4 separate regions of the Sus scrofa genome follow, and all the other regions are linked to region 2. A link is a contact called in public Hi-C and HiChIP or PLAC-seq data. All regions are on one chromosome and are shown on one strand. The core of a region is the stretch at or near the end of the contact, and the rest is flanking DNA. Distances in the headings are between cores, read along the strand shown. Region 1 has its middle 240 kb from the start of KLF6. Region 2 has its middle 70 kb from the start of KLF6. Region 3 has its middle 320 kb from the start of KLF6. Region 4 has its middle 140 kb from the start of KLF6.

The links. Hi-C and Micro-C count contacts between places; a contact is called where the count stands out from the background. HiChIP or PLAC-seq counts read pairs in DNA pulled down with a chosen protein or histone mark.
Region 1: an H3K27ac HiChIP or PLAC-seq map of alveolar macrophages shows a contact between it and region 2. The contact joins two enhancer-like sites. A contact is called at or near these places in 2 of 47 Hi-C or Micro-C datasets (embryonic fibroblasts and fibroblasts) and 1 of 2 datasets of contacts at active chromatin or transcription factors (alveolar macrophages).
Region 3: an H3K27ac HiChIP or PLAC-seq map of alveolar macrophages shows a contact between it and region 2. The contact joins two enhancer-like sites. A contact is called at or near these places in 2 of 2 datasets of contacts at active chromatin or transcription factors (alveolar macrophages and skeletal muscle).
Region 4: a contact with region 2 is called in a Hi-C map of embryonic fibroblasts, with 2.4 times the contacts expected there. The contact joins two enhancer-like sites. A contact is called at or near these places in 1 of 47 Hi-C or Micro-C datasets (embryonic fibroblasts) and 2 of 2 datasets of contacts at active chromatin or transcription factors (alveolar macrophages and skeletal muscle).

What each region holds. Positions count from the first base shown.
Region 1 is chr10:66,247,049-66,254,332 of Sscrofa11.1, forward strand. No RefSeq gene overlaps it. Among named protein-coding and RNA genes, the nearest start is that of KLF6, 240 kb to the right of the region's middle. Within about 2 kb of position 2,158, at least 17 of the 83 cell types and tissues checked have an H3K27ac peak or open chromatin away from gene starts, as enhancers often do. A contact at or near this core is called in alveolar macrophages, where this site is marked.
Region 2 is chr10:66,414,967-66,422,519 of Sscrofa11.1, forward strand. No RefSeq gene overlaps it. Among named protein-coding and RNA genes, the nearest start is that of KLF6, 70 kb to the right of the region's middle. Within about 2 kb of position 6,280, at least 14 of the 83 cell types and tissues checked have an H3K27ac peak or open chromatin away from gene starts, as enhancers often do. A contact at or near this core is called in alveolar macrophages and embryonic fibroblasts, where this site is marked.
Region 3 is chr10:66,167,220-66,174,635 of Sscrofa11.1, forward strand. No RefSeq gene overlaps it. Among named protein-coding and RNA genes, the nearest start is that of KLF6, 320 kb to the right of the region's middle. Within about 2 kb of position 6,107, at least 23 of the 83 cell types and tissues checked have an H3K27ac peak or open chromatin away from gene starts, as enhancers often do. A contact at or near this core is called in alveolar macrophages, where this site is marked.
Region 4 is chr10:66,621,820-66,629,585 of Sscrofa11.1, forward strand. No RefSeq gene overlaps it. Among named protein-coding and RNA genes, the nearest start is that of KLF6, 140 kb to the left of the region's middle. Within about 2 kb of position 5,627, at least 9 of the 83 cell types and tissues checked have an H3K27ac peak or open chromatin away from gene starts, as enhancers often do. A contact at or near this core is called in embryonic fibroblasts, where this site is marked.

The DNA of each region.
Region 1 (7,284 bases), core at 908-3,407, 170 kb before region 2:
TGCAGGAAGAGCCTGCCGTGGGAGAGCGCTGATCTTCGGCAGACGGAACCCAGGAAGGATTCCCTCCGATCCACCGTAGATCATTCTTGCTGCATAAGGGTGTCACGTGTTTCAGATTCTCAGCTCTGCCAAATCAAGTTCAATACTGCACCTCCCGTGCTTCAGTGAGTTAGAATAGACAGAGTTGATTAAAAGCCATCCTTTCCTAATCCGGTCCTGAAACTGCCCCCTTTTTTAAAGAGGGGATTGTCTTTCTCCTAAGAAACAGCTTTGACCGTATTTTCACCCTATGTTGAGAGCTTCCAGGGGTTCTTGGACATTTGCACATAGGGCAGTCCCAAGAATTCTTGTCTCATGACCCATTGTGGCTCCACATGGAAGAGAATCTCCGAATTTTAATAAAAACCTGTGGTCCTACTTAGCTGAGCGCTGGCTTTCAAGTGCTTATTTTTTGGCACATTTCAGTTACCTGGTGAGACTTTTCACCAGGTAATTGAAACGTGTGTTTCCTGTTGGAGTTAGTGAGTTAAGGAGGTAAGAAATAGACGGAAACTAACTCGGGCTTCAAAGAATTTTCTGGTGTTGAAATCAGCTTAGGAAAAACGACCTTGTCTGACCCACCCACTTTTGCAAGCGGAGAGATTTCTAGTAAATCAATAAACTACCCGATGGGTGTAAACTAAGCCAAGCTCCCAACAGCCGGGCTCTTAATTTACTGGAAACCACTTTTTAAGACCGTACAGCCTTCTGAGGGCAGGGCAAATTCTGACCAGGCACTTGTTGGTAGATGATCAGATAACGAGATGTTATACATTGAAAGGATGAAGGTGAACCTCAGTTTCTGTGAAGTCGCTCCTTCATTCATCATTTCCGTCATGCTGTGTGCTAAGCCCTAAGCCCTCAGGACTCTGGGACCTTGAGACACAAGACCGCAGAAAACCCCCAGCTCCGAAGCTCCGTCTTAGGAAACATACACAGCGAGACAGCAGGGCACAACTGTCTTTCTCTCCTCAACATCTTTCATGAGAACAAAAATAGAAGATCTTTTCTGACACACATCTGTACATCCCTCGCTTTAGTCCGTAAAGATGAACACTGGCTGTGTTGCCACGGCAGCTGACTTGCCAGGGTGAATGCATGAGAAAGATATGGTCGCTGACCCCCAAGAAATTATCCTCTCATTGGAAAAAACGGTGGGTCCCGGGTACATGGAGGGAGGGTATGACTAAGTGGACTAGGGAGACGTCAGCTCTGTTGTGAAGCAATACCCTGGACAGGAACGCTGGCTGTCGGTAAAAGCTTTGGGCAGCCAGGTAAACTGGGCCGGATGCTCATCGGGGTTCCCTGCAGGCATTGCAGCCGGGTGAGAGATCTGAACGACCGTCCGGCGTGGAAGTAAAGCTCACACCCCGGCCAGTATTTCATCACCTGATATTTCTGAGCAGCAAGTGCATCCGGAAATGTACTTAGTGCAAGTTCCTGGCCTACAGAATGAGGGACGAGGGACTGGGCCTTGGCCGGCCCGTGATGCCGGCCCAGTGAACATCAGGGAGGCTATTTCACGGATTCCCAGTGTGAGCCGCCAGCAGGGTGAGCCGCTTCTTCAAAATTCCCCAGGGAACAGATGGGGAATTCAGTTTAAAGCCACACCTGGAGTTCCCCTGGTGGCTCAGTGGGTCAAGAACCCAACATAGTGTCCGTGAAAATGCAGGTTCGATCCCTGGCCTCGCTCCGTGGGTTAAGGATCTGGTGTTGCCATGAATTGTGGTGTAGGTTGCAGATGTGGCTCAGCTCCAGGGTTCCTCTGGCTGTGGTGCAGGCCGGCAGCTGCAGCTCTGATCGGACCCCTAGCCTGGGACCTTCCTTGTGCCACGGGTGTGGCCCTAAAAACCCAAATAATAGAAATAAAGCCTGTGTGTCTGAGGCGTTCTAAGCCCCTTGTTTCCCTCTTGCTGCGCTGACTCGATGTCAGGTCTGCGAAGATAGAGACTCTAAAGTGCAGTGCGTCACCAGTCAAGAGGCGGGACCGAGACACCGTCGAGAAAGAAACGGCAAAACGGGCCGTAGCCTGTTGCTACACATTTTGGCAGGAAATCACAGCTGAGCGTGGGAAGCTTCACTTGCAGAACAGGTAGTCGTGATGACTCAGAGCCTCGGGGACAGACTGGCACGGACCCCAGGCCGGGGGATTATTCAAAACCCAGGGATCCCTGGAAGTGACTGCTTCTTGGCAGTGGCATTTTTCCCCCTTGGCTGTGAAAGGTGAGAAAGCTTTGGCAAGGAAATGAGCAGAGGAGTGAATTCAGAGCAAGGGGCACAAGTGACTCACAGATTAGATGAACAAGGACACGGCCGCAAAGCGAGAGACGCAGCAGAATCTCTCTGCCGGCTGAAGGATGAGCAAGCCCCAGGTCATCCCGACCAACTCTCAGTTTAGGAAGACGCCGTGAAAAAAACCGTGTCTCTGGGAGCAGGCTTGTGGCTGCCCTGGGGGAGGGGCGGGAGGGGATGGACCGGGAAGTGGGGGTGGGTCGATGCAAACTCTTGCATTTCGAATGGATGGGCAGTGAGGTCCTGCTGCACAGCACAGGGAACTACATCCAGTCTGGGGATAGGACGTGATGGAGCATAATGTGAGAAAAAGAATGTGTGTGTGTGTGTGTGTGTGTGTGTGTGTGTGTGTGTGTGTGTGTGTGACTGGTCACTATCCTGTACAGCAGAAATTGAAGGATCATTGCAAATCAACTATAATGAACATGTTTTAAAAACAGTGTCTATTCTTCAATGCTTGAATCAGTTAGTTAAAAGGCTGCATTGTTTGATTCCTTGTAATATCTTGGAGCGATATTTTAATATTACTTCAAATAGAAGCCTAGAAGCCCCGTACTATTTATTTAAAGTCCATTTTCAAAATTCTTTTAAAAGTAATTACAGGAAATTATCAGCCTTTGTATCTTGCTGGCTGACACATCCTATAAATCACCCAATGTGTCACTTCTGATAAAGCCCATGTAATCATGTTACATGACAGGAACTGACGGTCATAAGTAGACATGATAATTTAATTTGGAAAAAGCTCAGACTCATGCAATTCCCTTTCAACTTTAGTTCAAAAACCCTGGTGAAACTCTACAGAGGGTTGGCATATTGATGTAACTTTGAAGAACATTTGTAACATTTTTTACTTTCAAACCCGAAACGTATCTCCATCTCATACTTGAGATATAAGCGCATACAAGTGTGTAGTATAAAATATTTATAGCAAACGTTAAAATAAAGAAATGATGTGATTATCCAGTGTGATCCGTTTTTACTGGGTTCACTCAGTAGTCAAAGTCTGTGTTGAGGAGCAGGGTATAGACAGGTGCCGGCCGTAGACCACTCTCTCGGCAGAGAGTGAGAACTGTCAATGACTTCGAGAAAAGTGGGGGCATTTGATGGAGAGAAGAAAGATACACTCAAAATTGTACCTCCTTCCCTGTGGTCACCAAACTTTCAACTTCACGTGCAAAATGAACACCACAGAAGCAAGAAACTGGATCTCTTGGACCGACCCTATAGCATATTGTTAGGAGAACTTGACGTGCTGAAGGCCGGATGGGGTGGAAGCGTCCAGCTCTGAATGCCAGAGGCTGGCACCTGCAAGGCACCTGTTAGAGCTTGGAAACATGACCAAGATGGGGAAGGCTTGGGCCAGCCCAGCTCTGACTCTTGTCCTCCCTTGGGCAGGCCACTCCGGTGGCTATCGCTGTCGTGCCAGAGCCTGGAGGTACTGCTCTGTGTGGGTTCCTGCCTCTACTCCTTCACGTGTCGTATTCAACCCACCCGACAATGTGGTACAAAAAGGGGCCTGTCTTATTTCTACTCTCACTTGCTTGCGGCCCCATATGTTTTATCTCTGCCTGTGAAAGTGGGGAGGTGTTAACCACAACACAAAGACACACTCGCATTCTACAGATTAGCTTGTCTGGATACACACACACATGCACTGGTTGTGTAATGCCATAGTAGGTCGTAGTAGAAAAATGCAGTCATCCATGGCTGACATTTGTGTGTGTGTGTGTGTGCACACAGGCACGCATCCTGCAACAGGTTGCTCCCTTCCATTCTTCCTTCTGCACAAGTTCAAAACCACGACACAGCTCAGTGCTTTCCAAAGAGCAAGTCAGAAGGAGAAAGAGGTGAGGCCGTTGGAGAGAAGGTCTGTTACCCACAAAACCTCCTGGGTTCCTCCCGGTTGGTGTCGTGGTGTTTGTTACCCAAGAAGATGATGTGCTGATTGTGTGGCAGGAGGTTTTCTTCTCACAGTTCGCTTAATCCAAATAATCCCTTCCCCCAGCACCCGAAAAGGATGAGGCTAGTTATCCCTAAAATTTATCTAAAACTATGTTCTCCCAAGTCTGAAGCAGGAAGATTTAGCTTTGAAAAATGGAATAAAATGTCTACTGAAAAAATCGCAAAACTGACAAGCGAATGAGGTATATGCATGTACCTGGTGAAATCATCAATTACCAAAAGAATGTGGCCATCACAGAGACTAGACAAGAGGAGTCGGGAAGCAAAACTATTACAGTATTTGTACAACTGTGCCAGAGGGTAAGGTAATAAATCTAGCTGCCCTAAATCTTCCCAACACTAAAAGGGGCATTCTGTTGTGAAGCAATAAAGTGAATGCCTACTCATGACCGAGAGAAAGTAAAGCTCTCCAGATACCCATTTCCCGTCATCATTTAACTTTCCTTTGGAAAAAAGTGCAACGAGACAAGAAAAATTAAATATAAGAGAAGAGATATTATAAATATATATCAACGTCCATCTTTCAAACATCTCTTTTCTAAGACATCTGACCCACTGACACCCCCACAGAGCTTGGCCCTGCCCACCTAGAGTTTGATCAGGTTTACTGGATCTCTGCCTCAAGATCAGCCACCCACCGCCTGGCTAGCAGCATCTAATTTATACGGCTTGGTTCAGCACATGATTGCAGCAATCATATTTGCATCTTAGGAAAACAGAGATGATTTTGTTCATGAAAAGTGGGGAGAGATAAAGAAGCAAGAGGAACTAGAAGGAAGGGAGTCATGACAGAGAAAAGAAAAAAGTGGGACTGCCCCCCTGGGAAAGCAGCCCTAGTTCTTGTCATCTATCCTCTTTCCATAGGAAACCAGCACCTCTGCTTGGCTTTTTGTTTTTAGACTCCCGGGAATGCTTGCTGTAATTGTTTCATAGATGATAGTAAACCTTGGTTTCTTGAAACTGGAAGAGCCCTGGAAATTCAGTAGATACAAATGTGCAAAGTTCTCAAGCATCACTGAATGCAAATGATGTGGCCAGTGCATCCCACGCGTTTCCTCCTTTGCCCCCTCGGTCCAAACCCTGGTGTTACCGTCACCAGTGAACAGGGAAAACAGGAAACAACACGTGACCTTCTCCTGGCACATGATGGACAATGGAGAGAGGATTCAAAAGTCAGTATTCTGACTCCAGAGCTCACGTGTGTAACTCTCTGCAGGGCTGTTGCCTCATTGCTGCTCCTGTGACATTCTGTCTACAGAAAGGAAAAGAAGAAAAAAAAATGATTAAAACTGCTCTAGTTCCTTGATTTTAAGGTGTCATCAATTGGGATATTTAGAATCACGTTAGTAACAGCAATTTACAGAAAAAATAAAACACTGGAATTATTCTAAACCCTTTTTCTCTTTCAAATTTTTTTGGCCGTGCCCTCAGCATGTGGAAACTCCCAGGCCAGGGATCCGACCTATGCCACAGCTGTAATATGAGCCACAGCAGTGACAGCGCTGGATCCTTCACCCTCTTAGCCATGAGAGAACCCCTTAAACATTTTTTTCTGGGGGCAATAACAATGTATTCACCCGTATAGTTACAGACTCCCTTCCTCTGCAAGATACAATCAATAGTGGAGTTTAGCTGTCTTCATTTCATAGCTTAGTTATTCTTTTGAATGGTCTTTGGCCATCATGCATGTCTTCATGGGCACTCCCTGGTTTTGGTAACCTGCACTTATCATTTTTAGGCTTGACACAATCATTTCAAGGATTACAGAGGAGTTCGCCTGTACTTCCAGTTGGGTCAAGTTTTTTGTGTTTGTTTTTCTGTGTTTTTTTATAACTGACTTATATACAGGGTCAATGAACTTCTTGGAAGACGTATGGAAACTTCAGACAGTCATTGAGAACTGAGCGATAACTTCTCAGGATGCATGAACCTGTCACAAGAACCTCTCTGAATTTAGATATTGAAGACATTTAAAAATTCCTGCCACATTGGAACAGTGTGTAGAAGCCTTGTCTGTATATACAATGCATTTGTGTTTCAACTCTATTACGTGCAGTCATTTCTCAGGCAACAAGCAATTTCTGACCCAAATTTAATTTAAATTTCAGCTGCATCCAGTGCTACCCATGCAAACAGCCCGTGTGACAGCCAAGTGGATCGGTGCTACCGAGGCCCAGATGAAAGCAGTCTGCCTGCAGTGACAGCCCTGCCAGACGCACCCCTCTGGTGACAGCCGTAGAGAGCGAGCTGTGGTTGTCACTGACTCTAAACCAGGCCTTGATTCCAGAGACATTCAACTGTGAGCAAAACACACATTTGAAAATGATAGAGGTCACTACAACGGGCAGTTGCAAAATAAATACAGAACATCAATCTTTTCCCATGTGTCGACAATGAAAAAAAGTCATTTTGTTTTCCTTTGTGGCCATTGGGAAATGAACTGGAAAAGATTATATTGGTCTTTATGATATTATCACAATAACCTCACGATCACAAAAATGCCTTCCATAAACTTAGCACGCAGCTTTCTGGAGAGTTAAGGGGACGTTCATGAGAGCTCCCTTGTGACCTAATGGTTCAGGATCTGGCATTGTCACTGCTGTGGCGAGGGTTTGATCCCTGGCTGGGGAACGTCCATGTACCTCAATCACCGCCAAAAATAAAACAACAAAGGAAGAGGAGAATTCCTTTTGCCAGGAGTTGTGTAAAACTCACCACACGTGTCATAGAGTCCCCACGAGACCCCGTGTTGTAGGAGACCTGCCACTTCTGAGGAAAATCCAAACACGGAGGCTTAGAAAGAAGTGAATAAAATCCAAAAGAGCAGGAGGTGAGACTGAGACATGCTGGAAGTTGCAGCCCTCGAGGGTCTGGAACCTCAAGTCTGTGTCTCTCTCATTCTCAAGTTCCAGCAAATTCGCCATGATTACAGGGTTCCAAGAAAAGCATTTTATCGCAGAGAAAGTGCCCAGAGTAATTTTTTTTTCA
Region 2 (7,553 bases), core at 5,030-7,529:
AGCCAAATTACATTTCCTAAAAACATTAAAATGCAAACAAACATCACAGAAAGCACAGGTTTTAACCAATTACATTTTGAGATTCTAAAATAATGTTTCTTAAAGCCTTGCACATATTTAGCAAATACAAACGTCATTGGGCTATTACAAGAAAATTAGTTTTTTTCTAAATGAATGACCTTTTGAAACCATAACTGGACTACAGCCTAGTCTTTGTTGATCGGTAACGGACTCCCTGGCTGCATCCTATACGCTGTCCTGCTGCAATAGAAGGATCATGTCTTAGTTTTGCAACTCCCGGGGTATCAGCTCGCCAGCTATGTGAACAGGAAACACTCCCACACTGTGGAATGAATGGATACATAAAGTTGTCGCAGCAAGAGACCGTAGTGAAACAATACAAGGCCTTAAAAACATCAGAAGGCACTATGATGCCAGCTCTCTGCCAGTGAGTCCATGACTTTGCCCAGCTGTGAACACGAGAACGCTGACTCAGTCTCTTAGAAAAGGCAGAGAACGCTGTAAAACAAGTGACAAAACGTCAAGGACAGGAAGGAAGTTGGGGCTCGGCCATAAAACCCGGGGGAAAGGTCCAGCCTATTTCCGTGGAGCAAAACCTATCATCTGGAGGGTTTCCCATCATTGAAGGCCAGAGAGAGGGGGACACGGCTGCTGCTCTGGGCTGAGAGGCACGTACATCCTGAGGCGTTGTTCCCCACGTCTTCGTGTTGTAAATACCACTAGGTATCCTGGCACTTTTTAAAACACCAGAATACTGCTTTTTTAAAAAATGTAATCCTGCCATTTTTTGCAGATCTCTAGAGGGCAACACAAAAATAAATATTTTAAATGAGGGGTTGAGGCCACATCATTGGTTTTCAAAGTACGTTTCAGGGAAGGGGGTGCGGGGCAGGGTGATACCCCCACCCCCATCGGGGCAGCTCTATGCCCCCCGCACCCTCCACAACAAACTACCTTCTTCAAACATTTTCCTTGAAGGATTGGCTCTACCACCTACACCACGCAAAACACATAAACAGCCATGAACCCTGAATGGGCGCTTCCTTCCAGCTCTGTGTTTCTGTGATTTCCTGGTTGATTCTCAATAAACATAGAATTATAAAATAACCACTAAAAAATTGTTCTTAATCAGAAGACCCACAGAACCTCCTTAACAGAGATCCGAGAGGTGGTTACACAGCACAGCACAGCAAAGGACAGGAGGCTCTGGGGAGCACCCATCAGGGTGGGGAGCACTGGGGAGCAAGGCCCTCGGTTCCCAGGGGAAACCCCAGAGCTCTGGCGGGGGGGGCCTGGGACCTGCAGACGGAGTGAGGTCAGGAGGGCCCACCCTCGCTCAATGCTCTGCTGTTGCTACCTCAAATTCGTAATTATTTTATCCTTGAACTTGTGCTTTAAGTCTGATGGCTATTGAAGCGTAAGCATGAGCAGATGCAGTGGGGGTTGCAGGGGGAGCTTCGTGCACAAAGATAGTGCATCGGTCAGCTCCAGACGGGTAACAGATCACCCCAGCCTGGGGGTTTTCCGGGGCAGATCTGGGTTCCTCAGGTTCTAGAGGCTGGACGTCCCAGATCGAGGGGCCGGAGGAGCCAGTGTCCAAGGATAGCCCTCTTCTTGGCTTGCAGACACCACCTATGAGCTCACAGGAGACAGAGAGACAGAGACAAGACAGAAATCTCTGCCCTCCCCTCTTTAGGATGCTAATCCCATCAGATCCGGGCTCCACACTTGTGACCCCATGTAACCTCAATTACGCCCTTGCTCGAAACACAGACACAGTGGTGCTTAGGAGTCAATCCGTGAATTTGGGGGGCAGGTGGTAGGAAATGAGCCCATAGCAATCCCTGTTACCCCAAATCCATGCTTTTTTTTTTATGGTTAGGAGAAATTTCGGAAACAAATTGGAAAAGTAATTGTTAAGCACAGGTTTAACCACTTAAGGGAAGGTCGCAGACACATTCAGCGTAATAGTTTTCAAGATTCTTCCATAACACAGAAAAGGATGATGATGAGCGAAAGAATTCACATGAACAGTGTGTATGCACAGAGCATATTGACAACCTGTAAAGAAAGCTCTTACCAGAAAAAAGGTAGTAGGTACATTTGACTATTTTTTTTCTGCCTGCTGTTCTGTATTTTCCAATATTCCTTCAGGCATATTAGTTACTTTTTTTCTAAAATAGCAATTTTAGTTATCTAGTTTTTAAGGATAGAATAAATATGAAAACAAATGCTTCCCAAACTACTAAATGGGTGAGTTAACCCTTTCTTTGTGCTGCTGGCCTTTCTCATCAGATTTTGGACTCACCAAGCCTCCACAACCACATGAGCTAATTCCTTAAAATAAATCTCTCTAATTTATATATCCTATTTGTTTCACTGGAGAACTCAACCTAATTAAATCACCGTAACCATAAAGCGCTTTTTTAAATATATACAATGTCTTGTAAAGTACAGGCACACAGCATAAAGGATAGTGTCGGATAAACAGTATCTACCATCACTGTCCACCAGAGGAGTGGGGTTCCCGTTGTGGCGCAGCAGAAACGGATCCGACTAGGAACCCTCACTCAGTGGGTTAAGGATCCGGCACTGCCGTGAGCTGTGGTGTAGTTCACAGATACAGCACAAATCTGGAGTTGCTGTGGCTCTGGCGTAGGCCGGTGGCTACAGCTCCAATTAGACCCCTAGCCTGGGAACCTCCATACACTGCGGGTATGGCCCTGAAAAGACGAAAGATGAAAAAAGAGGAGTAGACATGACTCTATGTATGGTGATAGAAGTAGGTAGAAAGAAAGAAAGGAGGTAGGGAAGAAGAAAGAAAAAGAAAAGGAAGGAAAGAAAGACAGACAGACAGAAAGGAAGGAAGGAAGGAAGAAAGAAAAGTGGGGAAACGCCTGACAATTTAGCTATAAATCAGAAAGGCGTCGTCCGTCTTTCACTAAGTGGGACCAAGGTCAGGTGGTCAAACCTCTCTGATGCTCGGGCGGCTTACGATGTAAGGTGTAAAGGGTGAGGCTGTTAATCCCTAACTGTGGGTCATTTCAGTGATCGCGTAAGAACCCGAATAGCAGCATTTGCTGTATCAACACTTAGGCCTTGGAGCCACCATCTCTTTAACACACTCCAGCCGTCTACACCTGTGCCTGGCACGTGGTACGTAGGCCATGAACTTTTGTCTGCATCCTCCCCCGGCCTTGAAGAAGAATCCTGGAGAAACCCCACGACCCCCTCTCTGGGCTTATGGCAAGCCTCCTGTGGCTGCGTCCTACCTGGAAGAGAGCAGCTCATCCTGGGTGATTACAAAGCACAAACACTCAGGTGACTCAGGCCAATGAGTATAAGTTGCTCCTATGCTGCCTGGCTTCACTCGCTGATAGGACACAGCCTCAGGAGTGGGGCTCTAAAGAGGGGAAGGGCCCCTCCTTCTCTTCCTGAGCACTTCCCTGCAGCCTGCGGGGTCCCACGTCGCTCAGGGGTCTCAAAACAGGGGTGCCCACCCCCCGCAGCCTGCATGAAAGGACAAATCGGAAGCCAAGGAGTAACAACTGGGACTTCTACTGACAGGTACTCTTATCTGATCGGTTTTTTGAATGTACATTTTTGTGTATCTTTTCTAATGCTCGACATATAACAGAAGGTTTTCATTTCTGCAACAGCCACATCAACACGAATACGTCTTTGGGAGGCCCTGATTGAAATCTTTTCACGGATGGGACATGACACCCGAAGTGTTCCTCTGTCCCATTGTCTTTAAATCACACTGGCCACGGACACTCGGTGCCGACGTGAACTGAGCCTCGTTGTGTTACCCAAATCAGAACAAACTGGTTTCGGCCAAATACCGGTAAGAAGGAGGCTGGATGGAAGGACGACTTGGGAACTAGAGGTAAGGGCTCTGCTTGCTTCCTTGAGGATAAAATAACTCGACGGAACGATCAAGAAGCATGAGGGGCAGGGAGGGACAGCCAGGTGAAAACCGCCCCTGAGCCAAAGGCACATTCTCAGGACAGTGTCTGCGCCACGGCTGGGAATGAGTCCTTCTTCGCTCTTCGTTGAGAAAAGATCTTTGAGATCTCTGACAGAGCCCAGGACTAACCGAGGGTTATTAATCCTTAGTCTTTGAAATCTGTCTTGATCTGACACCAAAAGCACAGGCAACAAAAGCAAAATCAAACACGTGGAACTACATCAAACCAAAACGCTTTTGCCCAGCAAAGAAAACAATCAACATAATGAAAAGGCAACCTTTGGAAGGGAGAAAATCTTACACAATGTACATTTGGTAAAACATTAATATCCAATATCCAAAGTATTACAGCTCAAGAGCCAACAAACAACAAACAAACAAAAATACACCACTTAAAAATGGGCAAAGGGGATTCCTGCTGTGGCTCAGAATGTAATGAACCTGGCTAGTGTCCATGAAGACACAGGTTTGATCCCCGGCCCTGCTCAGTGGGTTAAGGATTCAGCGTTGCCATGAACTGTGGTGTGGGTCGCAGAGATGGTTTGGATCCTGCATTGCTGTGGCTGTGGTGTAGGCCAGCAGCAGCAGCTCCGATTGGACCCCTAGCCTGGGAACCTTCATATGCCACAGATGCAGCCCTAAAAAGCAAAAAAAAAAAAAAAAGGCAAAGGACCTGAATAGACATTTTTCCCAAAGAAGACACACAGTAGATAATGGCCAATGGATACATGGAGAGATGCTCAAGGTCAGTAACCAGGGGAATGCAGGTCAAAACCGCAGTGTGATGCCACCTCGTACCTCTTGCGATGGCCATTATCCAAAAGACAAGAGATAACGCGTGCTGGCAGGAAGGTGGGGGAGGGAATAATGCTCTGTTCGTGGCCAGAAAACTGGTACAGCCATTTCGGAAAACAGTATGGAATTGCCTCAAAAGATCAAAACTAGGGCTACCCTATAATCCAGCAACCCCCCTCCTGGCATTTATCTGAAGGAAGTAAAATCACTATCTGGAAGAGATACGTGCAGTCTGGTGCTTGATGTGGCTTTATTCAAAATAGCCAACATTTGGACGCAACCTAAGTTCTTGTGGATGGGTAGATGGATAAAGAAAATGTGGGATAATAGCACAAAAAAGAAAGAAATCTTGCCCTTTGGGAAAACGTGGACGAACCTGGAGGACATTGTGCCGAGTGAAATAAGCCAGACGAAGAGAGACCAATACTGCACGAGTCTACCTACATGTAGAATCTAAAAAGCCAAACTCAGAGAAGCAGGGATGAGGATGGTGGGTATCAGGGGCCGTGGTGAGCGAAGTCTGGAGATGGGCCAGGGTGGAGACTTTCAGTTTTAAGAGGAGCAAATTCTGGGGATCTAATCTACAGTGTGGCGACACCCCCGAATCATACTACGTGCGCACTTGAAAGTTTCCAAGGGGGGAGATCTTATGTGTTCTCACCACACACACACACACACACACACACACACACACACTCACACACACAGCAACGATGTGAAGGCAATATGTTCATCAACTTGCTTGTGGTGATCGTGTCACAACCTACGCATGTACCAAACCACCACATGGTGCACCTTAAATATGGACAAGTTTTATTTGTCAACCATACCTCGGGGAAGCTGGAAAAAGTCAGTCATTTCTGAGAAAAACAACAAGCACAGCATATGCGTGATGAGGAAGGGGGTCTCTCTCTAATTTGTACCAAGACCCACATTGCCACTAAACCACAGACGGGTCTTGAGTGGTTGAGTGTGCATTACCGAAACGGTGAACTAGGTACTGGGGAGACACAAGTGTAATTTGCTGTTGACCTTCCAACAGGATGCCTCAGACCCAGCTATGCTTTGGTTTTTCTTCCTCTGAAGAGCTGCACGCCAATGGAGCAGATGGTGATTCGATCAGATGTCTATCCAGTGACTGCAATGCCCATGTTTAAATGAGACTTGTCAACCTTTCTACCTCTATTTCAATGACTGCGACCACGTCCTAGAATTACTCACTTTTAATTCTTAATCCAGTGGGTGAAAGTATACAGCAGGCATCCTCCTGAGCACACATGGCCTAGGTGAATCTCTGTTCCCACTGGTGGAGGAGAGGCGAGGAAGACCGCGTGGCAAGGAGGATGATGCCCACTCGGGTAGCAAGTGTTCACCCCGAACAAACCAGGCGCTGAAAGACCAGTAAATTATGTACAGGAGATCCAAGGAGACGTCTGGCCAGGCCGTGGGGATGACTAATTCTTTTTAGTAGCACATGGCCATTCTGAAGTTTCTGAGTGAGTCACATTTCCACTGTGGTTTTTCGCCATTTCCTTGTCTCACCAACTTTGAGAGTTAAACTCACATATTGAGAATTTCCTCAGAGGAAAATAAAATGATAGAGGGGTTGCATCTGCACCATAAAGGCAGAATCGCATGAGCTGCTGAAAAGATGGAACCAACCAGGAGAGGCCATAGCAAATGGAAACCCACTAAGAGAAAATGAAAGAAAAAGCCCTCAAAGACAGGCCAAAACTATATTTAAAGGCAACCCCAGTCAATCATTAAATAGCTTTTTTTCCCATTTATGGGGATTGAATAGGAACGTGAAGTTGAGTTTGGATAAGCTCTACAAATGGCAAGAAATGTTTCCATCTTTAAGCATAAAATCCAACTTTCTTTCATGGTCTTAAATGATAAAGTCATTCCCAGGCAACAAGGGCCTTGCCAGGGATGTACCTGCATATTACCTGGATGTTTGGCCCTGATGTTGGCGCTGCATGGAAGTAGCAGAATACATCTTTATAGTTTGGCTTTTCTATGTTTTCTTAAACTGGTGGGTAGAGGAAAACACAACCTCCCGGAGACCTTGAGTCTGATGGAAGGGCTCCCTCCTCCACCACCCGAGCCCCTCGCCTGCAGGGGGTCCTTTCTGTCCCACTGGTTCTCTTTCCACAGCCAATGAGACCTGCAAAGAGATGGGGCCTTGGCTCTGGTTCCCAGCACGCATCTCCAAAACCAGGCCTTTGCTTTCTTCCTCTCGACTCATAGGCTCTCTTCTTCCTTTGCTCTTTGATCCAAGCAGTGGGACTCTTTGGAAGTTTCCAGCTCTGTCTCTCTCCTGCCCTCTGAATTCTGACAGCATTTGCTGTTCGAATCACTCTGAGGCCTTCCCTTGATGCTTTGCATGTGGTCGTTTAGAGTCTCATGGGGAATCACCCACTAAACTCACTGGAGCGCTCAACAGGCCTGGACGTCATGGGGCCTGGGCTTTGGGTCCCCGTGTGTCCAGTGTTGGTTTGCTGGGGCTTCCGTAACAAAGACACGAACGACGTGTCAGACCTCTCCTGTCTCACTGTCCAGAGGCCAGAGTCCAAGGTCAAGTGCCCACAGGTTAATTTCTCCTCGAGGTTCCGAGGGAGAATCTGCTCCAGGCCTCTCTCCTGTGGCTGTGGTTTTCCTGGCAGCCTGCGGTTCCTGGGCTGGCAGACGCAGCCCCCAGTCTCTGATCTTACCGTCACGCAGTCTGCTTCCCCTGGGTGAGGCCGGGTCCTGATCCCCTTTCATA
Region 3 (7,416 bases), core at 4,857-7,356, 250 kb before region 2:
CAAGAGGAAGAGTGTATAGTTTGACTGGTACTCGTGGACTTTATTCATGGAAAGTTTTAAAACGAAACAGAAAAAACGTATGTAGTTGCTCTTGCCCTTTCTCCTCCCAATCACCGTATCAGGAGGAGAATAAATTGATTGACCACAAGGTCTTAGGTGAAAGAATAACAATTACTTTTGACATTTGATAAGATGGTTTTGATGACTGAGAGAGGTTGTGTCACACCTGTGTCAACCGTAGCCCATCCAAACCCTGATTTTATTTTTGCTGTTTGCTTGCTCCCAAGTCCTATGAAATGTCCACAAACTCTGCATTTGGACCTCTTCTTGGCTTTGTTTTGGCCTCTTCATGTCCGGTCCTGAGCCACTTAAAAGTCAGCAAATGCCTTCGGGGAGATGGAAGTCCGTGGAATGAATGGCTCCTCCCTGCCAGCATTCTCTCATTCGCTCTTTCCTCCACACCCACCCCCTTTCTCTGCAGAATCTTGTTCTCTCAAGCCCTGGCCTGCAAACAGATTTTATTTTTTTATGCATTTATCTTTGTCTTATGTATTTCTTTATTTGGAGGCTTGGTCCGGCGTATTGAGCTCTCTGCTGGGAATTCTGGCCCAGTGACTCTTCCGTGGCCAGAGGTGGAGTCCCCTTGCAATGCCATTAAGCAGAACCAAAGAAAACCTCCTGCCAAGGCCGAAAGGTGGAAGAACGAAGCAGCTCCCGGCTCACCTTCCCCTAAAACCCTTTGACTATCTGTGGACAAAGGGGCAAGAACTGTCTTCCGTCAGTTCAGGATTCCTGAAAGCCCCCTCCCAGTTTCTGTCATCTCTAAGGGCTCCATACGTCATTGATCTGGCAGCTGTGTTGGAATATTAAATCATAAATGATATGGAGGAAATATTTTAAAACGTCACTAAAGGTCACTGATTTCAGAATCTGTTCAGCTTCTTTTGGATTCAAGTAACATAACGGACAATTTTAATTACGTTTGTGCAGGAGCACGAGGCCTACCATGTTCCAAGCAGCTTGTGTTCTGCCATTTTCTCTCAATCCAAGGTGTGTCCACAGACACAAACAGAGGAGCAAACCCCTTACTAGGAGCTGTGACTTCTGCTGTTTCACGTCCTCTTGGCATGGAGCAAAGAGCTTGCTTTCAGCCAATTGTTCGGTGAATAATCAACATTTATGAAATGATCACTCTGTACCCAAAGCTGTGCAAAGTACGAGTAATACCTTATTTCACTCATTCACAGTAACTGCATGAGGTGGCCTAGTTCACAGACAAGGAAACAGAGGCTCAGAGAGGTTAAGTAACTTGCCTAAGATCACAAAGCCTGGCTTCCCCCCGCCCAGCACACTAATTCCAGAGCCTGGCCTCTTAGCGGCTGGTTCTCAGACTGCTTGGTCTCAGGAGTCCTTTACACTCTTAAAAATTATTAAGGACCCCAAGGAGTGTTTGTTTGGTTCCTAAGGATTATATCCATCAATATATACAGTGTTAGACATTAAAATGGGAATTTGAAAGTATTTACTCGCCACATGGAGTCTCTCATGGGATTTCAAAGCTTGGATTCTGTTGGGAGAGGAGACTGGCCTCTTTCCAGCGGTGACACTGCTAACAGAGGCGGCTGGGAGCTTCGCTTGCCGGTGCTTGTTTAAGAGCGTGGAGGTGCGGTTTGTGCTGCTGGCGGTTGTCTAGGTGATGCGACTGCACGTCACCTGAGGTCAGAGGAACGGACACAGGAAAGGGGTGCCCTGCGGGGGTGGGGGGTCCAGCGCCCCTGACTTTGGCTTTGTAGGCCATCCCTGCCTCTGCTCGGCGAAGCCATCCGCTCGGCCGTGCGCTGGCCTGGCCGTGGGAAACCCCCCGCGCGCTGCGGAGCCACCTGCGATCCTGCCCGGCGGGAGGAGGGGGTCCCTGGTGGCTCCCTTTCCTTGAGGGCGACCTTCCAGCACGCGGGGTCATTGAGGGTAAATGAATTCCCTGCGTTCCAGAGATGTTCAGTTTCCCCAGACGAGACAGGGGACACTTTTAAAAGTCATAAATTAATTCTAATGTTTAATCCATACTCCTCTTTTATCTCTTTGAAAAGAGTTTCACAGTGTCTTTAATTTTGAATTTTTTTAAGGGATGCGTGGGTTAATAACCTTTGTGAATCATCCAGTGCTCCCCAACCTGGGCCTGTCTTACGGTAGCTTTGATTTAATAATAGATGAACTTTGTTAATCTAATCCTGGGTAATTCAGGAAACAGAATGTCCTCCGCCTAATGTCTTGTTCTGATAATGATGGAGATTTATATTGATACAATTGTTCCATGGACGATGAAGAGCCCCTGATGGCAGCTTTTTTTTTTTGCTTTTTAGCCGCCGCGCCCCCCCGCCCCCCCGCCAATGGCATATGAAAGTTCCCAGGCTAGGGGTCACATTGGAGCTGCAGCTGCTGGCCTGCAGCACAGCCACAGCAACTCGGAATCTGAGCCACATCTTCGACCTATACCACAGCTCACGCAATGCTGGATCCCGGACCCATGGAGCAAGCGCAGGGATTGAACTTGCGTCCTCATGGATACTAGCAAGATTCATTTCCTTTGCACCACAACGGGAACTCCCCTGCCAGCTGCTTTTAGTCATGGCTGGGCCGTGGGAAGGCCTGGGCTCCTCTGGGTGGACAAAGCAGGGTGCTGTCTTCAAGGGCAGACAACTGTGCTGCTTCACACAGGTTCTCACAGAGGGAACCAGGTACCCAGGCTGGAGCTAGGATGCTGCCAAGGGGACAGGGGCAGGAGTGTGCTCTGTTTGGCCCTTTCAGTCAACCTGTCAGCTGATAACTCTTCGCTGAATGTCCACTGGCTCTATCACACACTCTCCTGGGCAGTGGGGGTGAAGCCTTCCTAGAGTTTACCTTCTGGGACATAGAGTCAGAAACACGCAGGTGGACTCCCAGCCTTGCCTTTTTCTTTGCTTTGTTTGTCCCTAGAGTTGACCCAAAGAAACATCTTTAAAATTGGGGGAGTTCCCTTCGTGCCCCAGTGGAAACGAATCCGACCAGGAACCATGAGGTTGCGGGTTCGATCCCTGGCCTTGCTCAGTGGGTTAAGGATCCGGCGTTGCCGTGACCTGTGGTATAGGTTGCAGATTCGACTTGGATCCCGCGTTGCTGTGGCTGTGGCCTAGGCCGGTAGCTGCAGCTCTGATTCGACCCCGAGCCTGGGAACCTCCATATGCCATGGGTGTGGCCCTAAAAAGACAAAAACCAAACAAACAAAAAATGGACCTGCCCTCCTCGATTTTAAATGACACCAAGAGGCTGAAGAGCCCTCTGTGACAGCAGAAGGAGCGGCGGCAGGACGAGCAAAGCGAGGCCATCCGGCGTCACATGTGGCAGCTGTGCCCACGGCAGCGCGACACGTGAGGCAGTACATTGCTCTCCGGGAACACGGAGCCTCGTCATCTCTGGTCGACAGTCTGCTCTGGGCTACCTGTTAACATCGGGCCAGTTACGGCGGTTGGGCTTATCCTGAAATCCTCTTGCAGAAGAGGCTCGTTGCATATCTTGGGGTTTGTCTCTCCCCACTCCCTCTCCATGAGTCCCTGCTTCTCACGGAAAGTCCTTGACACATTGTATTTTTCTACATAGGCTTTTACTTTGCGTTTGGTTGCAGTGCTTTCATGGGTGAACTTTGGATCTTTAATTTCACCTGCCAGCTTCTGTAACCCCTTACCTGGTGCTGAGCACTTCCTGTGGCTACAGGAAGCCTACCGGGGTCCCCCCAAAGGGCCCATTTCATTTCCCGCCAAGTGGCCTTAGAAGGCATCAGTAGTCGCCTCCAGGAGCCTTTGCTGTTGGAGAAATGCTTAGCTCGGTATGCTATCCTTTTTTTTTTTCAGGGCTGTACCCGCCGCATATGGAGGTTCCCAGGCTAGGGGTCTAATTGGAGCCACAGCCACAGCAACGTGGGATCCCAGCCACAGCTGTGACCTACACCACAGCTCATGGCAATGCTGGATCCTTCACCCACTGAGCGAGGCCAGGGATCGCGTCTGTGTCCTCATGGTTCCTAGTCGGATTTGTTTCAACTGAGCCACAATGAGAACTCCCCACACTTTACGTGTTTTAATAGAAGCTCAAAAATCTGGAAGAGGAACTGATGAAAACCAAACTAATCTCAAGCATTTTTTTTTCTTTTAATGGTCACACCTGCAGCATATGGAGGTTCCCAGGCCAGGGGTTGAATCCGAGCTGCAGCTGCCAGCCTACACCACCGCCACTTCAGAGTCAAGCCGCATCTGCGACCTATACTGCAGCCAGATCCTTAACCCACTGAGCGAGGCCAGGGATCAAACTCACATCCTCACGGGCCCTCTGTGGGGCTTTTAACCTGCTGAGCCGCAGGGGACTCCACCAGCATGCTTTTTAACAAGCCATGTGCCATCTCACTGTGATGTCAGGAGCACGAGACCAAAACGCCCCTCATGGCTAGTTGGCTGTGTGACCGGAAGCCATCCCAGGAGCCTCTCTGACCTCGTCTCCCCACCTGCACAGGGTGAGACTGGGGAGAAGTCAGGAGTTTGCACAGGAATCTGTGCCGCAGGTCTTTTCCTTCCATGTGTGTGCGAAGCCGTGTCCAAACCAAGGCCTCAGGCTGCCGCTCACACACCGAGAGCCTCAGGCCTGATTTCTGAGCCCCAGCCATCTCCCCAACCTGTTTCTGGGATCCCACTGGTCACCCAGTTTCCCAGTAACAGAGCCCACGGCGTGCCCGCTGCCCTTCTGGAGCCCTCCTTCTCCCCTGGACAAGGGCCTCTCGTGCTCTTGCTGGGTGACCTTGAGCAGGTTGGGTCACGTTGCATAGCCTCCCTTTGTTCTTCTGTAAAATGGGACTATCACAGAACGGTGGGGAGAATCGACGGAGGAGCTCGTGGGAGCCATTCAGCGCCCCCGAGGCGGGGGAGTGGGGGGAGAACCAGCGGGAACAGGTCTACCCTGGTCATTAGGGGTCCTTGTCTCCAAAAGATCTGCTCTAAGATCCCTTTCAGGCAAGTTGCTCTGGTCACCAATAGCCTTAAACGAGAGAGCGTGTTCTGATGACTTTGGGGTTTTCAGTGCCTTTTCTGCAACAAAGGTATTTTTAAAGTCTTATTTTTAAATGAAACTATTTTGGAAAATTTCTCACTTGGAAGCAGTTTCCAACTGCAAGTCAAAAGATTAAAGGAAAAAAAAAATGCAGGTTAATCCACAGCAGGATACACTGTATATGCTTTCTAGAAAAAAAAAATTTTTTTAAGAAAGCAGGAGGAGCGTAAGCTAAGGGCAGCATTTAAATTTGAAGCATTCATTCAGCAGCTGTCTTCAGAAAGACAGAGGATTGAATCGTGTCTAAATCAAGCACTGGATTTCCAGGGAAAGCAGATGAGATATTAGAAAGTGTGCAGGAAACAGCGGAAATGGCTGTTCATAGGTTAGAGCCTTTAAAAAGTGGCAAGACTTTTTGCGCAGATAACAGACCCAGGAGCGGAAAGTCTGAATTCAGACCTGAAGATGGGAGGAGGAGCGGCTTACAGGACAGTTGGGTCCGAACCTCTTCAGCGCTGACCGAAGTCTACTTTAGGTAAAAGATTAAAAGTCACTTGTGTGTCCATAAAGATTAAAAGTCACTTGTGTGTCCATGAAGCAGAAGCGAGGGGTCATCCCGAGCGTTCCCTGGAGGGGGATCCCCTGGAACAGGGTTTGATCAGAGACTGGAATTCTGGGGGCCCTTCAGCTTGACAGCTTTACCTGGGACCTCCGGGTAAAGCTCACCCCAGGCTCGGGCACAGCAAGGACTCTCCTTGACCAAATGGACCAGAGTCAGGCTCCTCTGGGCTCTTCTCAGCCCCGCCTCGACCTCGGCCCCCAGCCTGGCCTGGCCTCCGTGGCCCGGGTGCATCAAGAATTCTAAGTCAGTTTATCAAGAATTCCTCCACGAGACATCTGGCGTCTGATCACCCTCTTATCAGGTCAGATCCCCCCTCCCTGCACCCCACGCCTGGTCCTCTCCAGCAGGCATCCCACCGAGCTGGTTTAACAAGAATCCTCACCACCCAGCACTTCCTCTTAGTCACCATCCGCCGTCCCCTGCACTTTGCCAGCGGCTGGAAACCCCAGCATTGCCTTTGCTGCCAAGAGTGAACCCTAGTCCTGGTTTGCTTTGCTACAGCAGCCCGGGCTCCGTAGCCCAGAGCCCCAACCTCGGTGAACACGAAGGGTGGGTGAGGTTGACTCTTCCGGCTTTGTTGTTGTTTGTTGCTTCACTTTTGCTGCAGCGTGATAGACTCTAGCCTCTCATTAGACCACAAAACGTAGACTGCGAGCCAGCACAGGCCTTCCTCAGAACTGTGAGCTCATCTGACTTCTGTTACACTCTGCAGACACCCGTGGCTCTCTCAAGGCCCTGTTGCATCATCTTTTGACCAAAAAACCCAAAATAATGTGACCTTGGGGAGTATGTTAAGACTTTCTTGTTACCTAGTATAACATCCATCATGTAATCAGCCTCCTTCTGCCAATTCAAGGCGAATGTATTTCATGCTTTTTAAAAATTGTCTGACATGCCGCAGTTAATAAAACACATCCAGATCTGTAGTCCATTGGATCTTATGTTATCTTCCTAGGTTCTCCTCGGCTGTCAGCACCGTCCCTCTAAGAGCAGTCAAACTGCCCTAGACTGTCCACCACCCCATCCCTGGGGGGCTGTTCCCACTCTCCAGTTCCCACTTCCCAGATAAGCCAAGACCCCTGAACTCCCCCTCTCACCTCCCAGGGCTTGGAGCAGCTATAACTGACAACAGGCGTAAAGGGTTCAGAACACAGCACCCCCAAATCTGCGGAATTGGCACATGGATTACTTAGCGTTGAAGGCGTTTGAAAATCAGCAGATGCAGGAAGGGCTCTCTGCCCTCCCTCTTTCAACCTGAAACCAGTTCATCCAGTTTCCCAGGAGAACGGTGCCCTCCCTGGACCAGGCAGAGCAGAACAGTCTCGTCCACGCCCGTCGGAACGGAGCTGTACCATCTACGAAAAGAACCCCGGTTTTCCGCGAGGGCTCCTCGCCCGCCCCGCGATTTCCTGCCCCAGTCCAAGCCTCTGTCTTGTCACAAGCCCATGATTTGTCATGATTTGTGTAGAAATTACATAAACCTTTGGGCCAAACCGCTTCCTTTGTGTTCATTTTCCTTCTGAAGACTCCCGCGCCTGCAGATACATCAGCTCCATTTCCTGCGTCTCTCCTTGTAATCGCCTGATGTCAGTTGCACTCTCAGGCCCGCCACCCAGCCACGGAGGCTGAGTGTGGAAGGAAGTTGTCTTCTCCCCACAGATGCTAACAGGTCGTGTCACCCGAAACGCTTCCCAGGTCCCTCCGAGCTTTAACTCAGGGAGAGG
Region 4 (7,766 bases), core at 4,377-6,876, 210 kb after region 2:
TAAGAGGGAAACACGTTGCTTGCCAAGGATGTCCTAAACACATGACCACAGACTTGCGTGGGGGCCGGGCCTTGAGATTTTGCGTCTGAGCATCTTCCCAAGGCCGGTTTACATCCTCAACCAGCATGATTCTGGACTAAAACAGGCATGAAGCCAAGTCTGCCAAGAAGTGATTTTTTATAGATTTTGTTAACCAGATTATCGTCCTACAATTGAATCAACAGGTGCTGCTCCAGAAGCACCCACCAGCGTAGTTTGGGACTCTGTTTAAATCCCACCTCTTTCGCCCAAGGCTGATTTCTGTCTTGGAAAAGGAGGAGACATATTCCCAGTGACTACTGTGAAAAAAAATCACAGTTTTTTGCTCTCCTTTCTTTAAAATTCCATTGTATTTCTCATTTGTTGTCAGGATTTTAAATGGGAAATGAGGGAGCGCTGGGAGTTCTCTGGTGACTCCACAGGTTGAAGATCAGTGGCGTGGGTTCCATCCCTGGCCCAGGGACTTCTGCATGCCTTGGATGCAGGCAGACAAAACAAAACAGGCAAACAAAACCAGAAATAAAGGTGCAGTGAATGAAACATCCCCTTGTCCAGGGCTCACCACTAGGTTTTGAGTGTGACCAGCTCATTTGTCACCCCCTCAGGCCTCCTCCCCACTGTCCCCTCCCTCAGCCCCTGGTGGCAGGATTTATAGTGGTTGCATTCCTAGCAAGACATTTTGAACTTAAGTACAAGAAAAAGTGTTGGTTCACTGTAAGGGGGATAAAGACAGTCCACCAGTACTTGGTAAACATATAACCCCATTACCTTAATTAGGTAAAAATTTCCGCCTGTAGGACCTCACTGAAAAATAAAACAGACAGAAGCATCATTTCCGTTCAGCCCACTCCTCCGAAAAGAGTTAGTTTATTGATTTCAATCCCTTCTGAAGAGATTAGAGAAAAAATAGGATAATATGTTTGGTACCTGCTCTCCCCTTTTTGATTGGGCGGTGTCAGTCTCTGCTTTTATGTGAAATATATGATAAAACACCGTACTTATCACCACAAATTTATGCTGTTAGGATTTGCAAAGAGAGACTCAGACATGGCATGGAAAAAGCTGACGTGGTGAGACATGTAAATTAAACGTACCTTAATATCACACAGTTCACAAAACAAAACTAACCTCCGGGATCCCAGAAGGTCTCCAGCCCTTTTCCCACCTGTGCTGTCCTCCTGTGAGGTTTCTGAAACCCTTGCCCAAGCTTCTCTCCCTTCCTCTGCCGTTGGCATCCCTGTTCTTATCCGCTGCCTCTGCAGCAGGTTAACACCACTAGCTTATAGGCAGCAGTCACTTTTCCAGCTCTGCTTTTCTTAATCTCTGAAACATTCAACACGAAATAGTCATAGCATATTCCTTTTCCTCCCACCTGTCAGATCTCAACTTTCTCCGTTTCACCCTGTTTCCTTCTGCCCCCATTATAAATGGGGGAGCATCTCCGATCTTGGATCTGCAATCTGTTTACCATTTATAATTTCATCTAATTCTTTTTTTTTTTTTTTTGTCTTTCATCTTTTTGAAGTCTGCACCTGCGGCATATGGAGGTTCCTGGGCTAGGGGGTCTAATCGGAGCTATAGCCACCAGCTTACGCCAGAGCCACAGCAATACCAGATCCAAGCCGCATCTGTGAGCTATACCACAGCTCACGGGAATGCCGGATCCTTAATCCACTGAGTGAGTCCAGGGATCAAACTTGCAACCTCATGGTTCCTAGTCAGATTCGTTTCCTCTGCGCCACGACGGGAGTTCCAGTTTCGCTAATTCTATAGCTTTAAAAACACCAAAAGTTTGTGACTGTCTTGCAGGACATTTGGTCCTGTCCCAAATGTCTGTTGAGATGTTTGGTCCATAGTTTGTTAAGTGATGCACACATTTAACTTATTTATGTTATTTTAATTGTACTTCATAGTGAACTTTGGATCTCACATTTACTCTTGTTCTTTCTAGTAAGGAAGTTTGGCAAGCTTATGCGTAAGTTGATGAGCAATTGCTCACACATGTATATTGACCTGATTATTGGCTTTATATTGGTTATGTCTGTTAATTTCAGGTATACAGATTTGATTTTGTCAGTATTGTGAAGTTGGCGGTCGTATTTGAGTGGGTGACAAGAATTTGAATGAGGAGTTTCCTTGTGGCACAGTGAGTTAAGTATCTGGCGTTGTCACTGTGGCAGCCTCCGTTGCTGCTGTGGCATGGGTTCATTCCCTGGCCTGGGAACTTCCTCATGCTACAGGTGTGGCCAAAAAAAAAAAAAAGAAAAAGAAAAAAAAGAACTTCAATGAGATAGTTTTTTCGCTACATTGCTGTTCATTTATTAGCACATCAGTGGATCTGCAGATTGAAGGGTGATGGTGCACTGCCATCTGCTTTGGGATTTGCTGTGCCAGCCTTCCACTGCATTGTTCATCCCATGATATCTGTTCCATCCTGATGTATAAACAGTCCCCATTTCTGGTGGAAATCTTGGAGCTCCCGGTCTTCTTCTGCCTCTGCCATGCCCTCACAGAGGTAAAGCTCTCAGAGCAATCCAACAGGTCATGTAAACCTTGTTCTCCTTTCTCCACAGCGCATGCAGATTTTCATCTGCATCTTCCAAATGGAAGTCCCAACAACGTGGACGCACACTTAGGTTGTTTTCCACTGTCACATACTGGAGTGTTAGACACAAAGAGTATTTTCAGACAGTGCTTGTCAGAAGTGAAACAAGCGTCCTTTCGCTTGAGAATTTAGCAGGAGTTGCCAGATGACATTCGTGTTTCAGTCTTGAAATCCACTATGCACAGTGAAAGGGTAATGTCGTGATTTCTTTCCTGGGCAAAGTCAAGTACTTTCTCACATGTGCGTCTCTAAGTATCTTTTTGCCTTTTCATTATTAGTGCTTAAGTCAGTGGCGTGGTATAACCTAATGGTTCTCTGGGCACGGTAATAATTGAGTGAACTGTGTTGGTCTTGAAGGTGCCATGCTGATTAATGCGATACCCGGTATTTCATAAGTTGTATAAATAAAAATTCTTTGGTCATTTTGAACATAGGAATCAAGCGTAAGGAATGGTTCTTCACATGTAGTCAATTTATATCCTCTGGAACTCTAATTCCGTGCATTGAAGTTGGGTTTAGAGGTTGACGTTTGTTTTGAATTCTGTTTATTTGCCTCTTCAATGAGTTTAGCAGTGATAGGACCTCTTCATTATGAGTTACACAGAGAGTTCTTTGAAGCACCTGTGTTGGTGTTCCACTGGGTTCTTCTGTGTGCTGTTTTAACCTTTGCAGGGGTTTCCTTACTCTTCCTTCCGCACCAGTGTTGTGCTGGTGATTTCCTGTCCCATCCTGAGTGACTGTGATGTTATCTGAATTCTGACCAGTTGTACATCGGGTGTGCAGAGTCTGTCTTCACAGCTCCAGTACCTTTTACTTTCGTCTGTGGCAAAGAAGTGGAGATGGTAACAAAAACCATTATGACATAGCACTGGGTTTCCTTTTTTGTAAGTACACTATTTCTGCCATATTGGCTGAGAATTTTCAAATAGAGATGTCATATGCCAAGCAACGGAAGAAGGGCTGTTTTGTTTCATTTTATTTTGTAGTCCTCTGACCAGTGGCTGCTGGTTTGGGGGTAGGGAAGCCTACCAGATCAGCCAGTGAGTAGGCACCAGCCAAGGACACGGTGATCCTCACTGATTAGCAAGTAAGCGTGGGAGTCACCCCCACTGAAAGCCCTCTGAATAGTGGCAGATACTTCTCGCCATCTACCTCTCTAGGATTTTGATTCAGAGGAAACATTGCCTATTCACCCTGGGCAGTGGGAGATAATTAGTTGCCTGGTGTCCCCTCATGGCCACTGTTACACCTGACTATAGTGTGTGAGGTGAACCACACCAGTTCTCAGTCCTACAAGACACTTTGAGTTTATGTCAGCCAGTTAGCTGCCTGATTTCTATGGCAGCTTGATCAAGCTACTCCTTTCAGACTCTGCCCTTTGGAACTATCCAGCCACATCCAGCCAGATGCCCAGGGGCACATTAATGCACCATGGGTTGAGAGGTCATATTCTCAACTCGTTATTCTCTGTGCATTTCTCTAACTGTAGGGCTACTGGAAGATTCTGGAAGAACCCCCAACCCATCTACCTAACCCTGTGTGCCATTACCAGGTATGCTCCTGAGGCAGGCAAGGTTATTATTGGCAGTATAGCCACAATGAAATTATTGGACCAAAAAAACATACAGTATTTTTATGTATTAATCCTACAAAATGAAAATACACATGAAGTTACGGGCTTTTGATCCAAGCTTGGCCGTTTTTGACAGGACCATTTGTCATGGACCAAATATGCTCATGGGCATTTTGATAGGACCAAATTTCAAGGCTCTTTTGGCATGAACCAGGCATCTCAATAGACACCTCAGGCAGGACCAAATGTCTACTAATCTGTGATTCTCACATTTTGACTCTAGTCCTAACATCACTCCACTTTTGTACAATTACCTAAAATTTTGTCTGTCAGTGTCTCAAACTTAGCAGAATGTTGTCTTCTCTCTCAATATTTGGCATCTCAGAAAACACATCAATAACTATAGTTGTTGAAGCTAAAACATTGGAAGGCACATGCTTCCAGAACTCATCTTAAACGCTATTTCCTTCCATCTTTCCTGCTGTCACACCATCGTCTTTGCCTGAACCATCACATTAGGCTTCCTTCCTTCCATCACATTAGGCTTCCTTCCTATATGGTCTTCCTTCTCCATTCTTATCTATATTATTCTCTGCACAACAGCAAGAGTGAGCTATGAAGAGCTGTAATCAGATGATATCACTCATATCCTGCCAAGTGGCTTCTGCTTACCCTGACCTAAGAGGTCCTACCCCACCTTCCCCCACCTGTGTTCTTTTTCCACCCCACCCCTGCTATCTTGGTATCCACTCCTACCCCATTCCTCGTGGACTTTTTGATGTTTCCCAAACATCTCAAGCTGTTCTTGGTTTAGGGCTCTTAAATGAGTCATCTTCTCTTCCCTAAGTGATTTTATTATGTGTATTCACACAAATTGTCATTCAGGTCACATTTATATGTCACTTCTCAGAGAGGCCCTTCCAGACTCTACAGTCTGAAGTAGTTTCTTGAATTTCATCATCACATCGCTTTGTTTGCATCATGGCACCTCTCTCCTTGTGACAGTAAAGTTCTCATTTGTTTGTTGTCCATCTTTCTCCCTCTAATGGAAGCTCCATGGGCTAGACTGCTTTCATTACGGCTGCCCTAGAGTCCAGAGGAAGACCTGGTCTCACCAGAGGCTCACGAATTGTGTAGAGAATGAGTGGATACATTGATGATGATTTCTTCAATTTAAGTAGAATCCAGAGTTGGATAAACGTAAGGAAGAAGGATAATTTTCACTAATATTTTGCTTTTGTCTAAGGGACAGTCAATCCCCAACTCAACCAAGTTTTCATTTCCCTCTCTCTCCCTCCCCTCCTTCTCTTTCTCCCTCACGTACACGCAGACTCGCATACATATGTGTATGTGGTGTACTTTTGATATCTTTCCTTGCTGTGTTCAGTACATAGTATATTAAGACCATAGTCTTTCAACCAGTGTCCTGACCATATGGAACTTATGAGAGAAGAGTCATAGTGCATGAAATGTCAGCAAGTTAGAGGGAGAAGAAAAGATCCTAAGGTCATAAGACAGAATGCTTTTCAAAGGGCCAAGAGTGAAATTAGTCTGTGATTAGTGGTTCACTTCACCTCCTTTTCCATTCTGAAAGATTTCCAGAAACCACGGGATTTCAGTCATGTTTTTCTGTACATGGAAACTCTGAATGATATAAATAATTCTCAGTAGGAAATAAAATGACTGATACACATAAGTCGGAAAGAAATGTTCTTGGATTGGTATTTCCAAAAGTTTTCCAAACCAGCTTCACATCTTGGCCTAGGAGCATATAATCAGAATTCCCGTCGGCTGACTCAGGCCAGTTGGGCAAAACAATAGCAGTTTCAGCCTCTTCTCCTGTTGCCGAAGCATGTGGCTGATCGCGGAGAATTTGGCAATGTCGCAGCAAAGGGAAATGATCCAAACATAATACGAGTTACAGAGGTATGGGGGAGAGAATTCTAGAACGGAGTATTTCACCATGGTAAAGTTGGCGGAAAAAACGGAAACGTAATGACAAATAGTCATTTAAAAACTATCAAAGTTAGATTCCAGCCTCCACAGTGGGAGCCTTACGCCACAATGGAAAGCTCACCTCTCCGGTTGCAGAGAGAAGCACCAGACGCATAAGAAAAAATTAATAATAGGTGGAAGGAAAGTTGTATTCCACTTCCTTAAATTTCCCTTATAATTCAGAAGTTTTTCTTTATGGCAAAATACTCTTCTTAACGCTTTATGTGGAAACTTTGAAGTTGGAATTGGCAGTAAATTCCACTTGGAAAACCAAAGATAGAGATCTCTTTGCAGGTCTTCCCTGCAAACCATTGTTGTAGTAAAGTCATATTTCGGCGGGAAATGTAACTCATTCTGCTGCCGTCCCTCAGAGCATGACCTAGAAGGTGCCTGGGACTGGCGTCATATAATAGCTCCAAACAGTGTCTGGAGAGCAGTTTATGGTGGCCGCTCTTATTTCTCACCTTCTTGTTGATGTTACCCGCTCTATTTTTAGGGAATTTATTTTTGCGTGGACATTGTTACCATTTAGGTTTATTCATTTATAGCTCTCAGGCTCACATATGTAAAAGGAAAGAGCTTTAAACCAAAGCCCTTAATTATATTTCCTAGTTTGGGGAAAGTGTAAGCTAGAAAGCAGCAGGCAAAAGGAAGTCTCAGTTAGGAATGGTGGCGTTGCGACTCCCTGCCTGACGTCCTGCCCTTGTCTTTCCCACCGTGGACTCGGAGCACACCTGCCGGAGGGAAACTTCTGGGTCAGCGGTGGGCATGATCCCCCTGTGCTATGTCCAATTGGACTCTGTTCCGGGGACACAAGTGGTCGGGCTCTGCCTTGTATTCTGCCTCAAACCCTGACAGCTGGTACAGTGGGCACCCCACTGCAGCCGCACCAGGGAGCAGTCCCGTCCCGAAGAGAATGCTTGTTTGTTGGATGGCCTCCATTTGGCCTCGAGGTCCCGGGCTGCCCTCATCGGCTCAGCACTGTGCCCACTGGCTCCTGGTCGGGTCATTTGCTTTACCCGATTTACATGTGATGCCATCTGCTGCCGACATGGAGGGCCAGAGGGAGTTTGGTGGGAGCCAGCCTTCACAGAGCTCCTCCTCAATGGTGTCTTGTGTCAACTTTGGTAGTTTTCAAATATCTGCTGTGAACAGGTGGCATGCTTCTGTTAAATTAAAATGTCACACTGAAAGAATGTTGTATTTTCTGCCCCTCTGCCCCCTGCTTACAGGCTCACAACCCACCCCACAGATGCCCAAAGTGCCCAATGTGAGGGTGGAGCCTCCCTTTCACATACTGAGAAATTGAAAGAGTTATTGATTGTGAAATGCTGGAAAGCAGTCTGTCCTCCCTGATGTATGGAAATATAACTCTTCAAAGAATCACCTAATCATGCCCTTCGGCCAAAACAAATTTATGGTTTTATTTTATTAGTAACATGAAAGAAAGACTACTGGTAAATTTTCTAGGTGAAGGCAAAAAGTTAATAAGTCATTTAAATCTTTTTGCTTGTTATGTTGTGTTTTTAGTAAGTTTTATAAGCTCTTATTTTT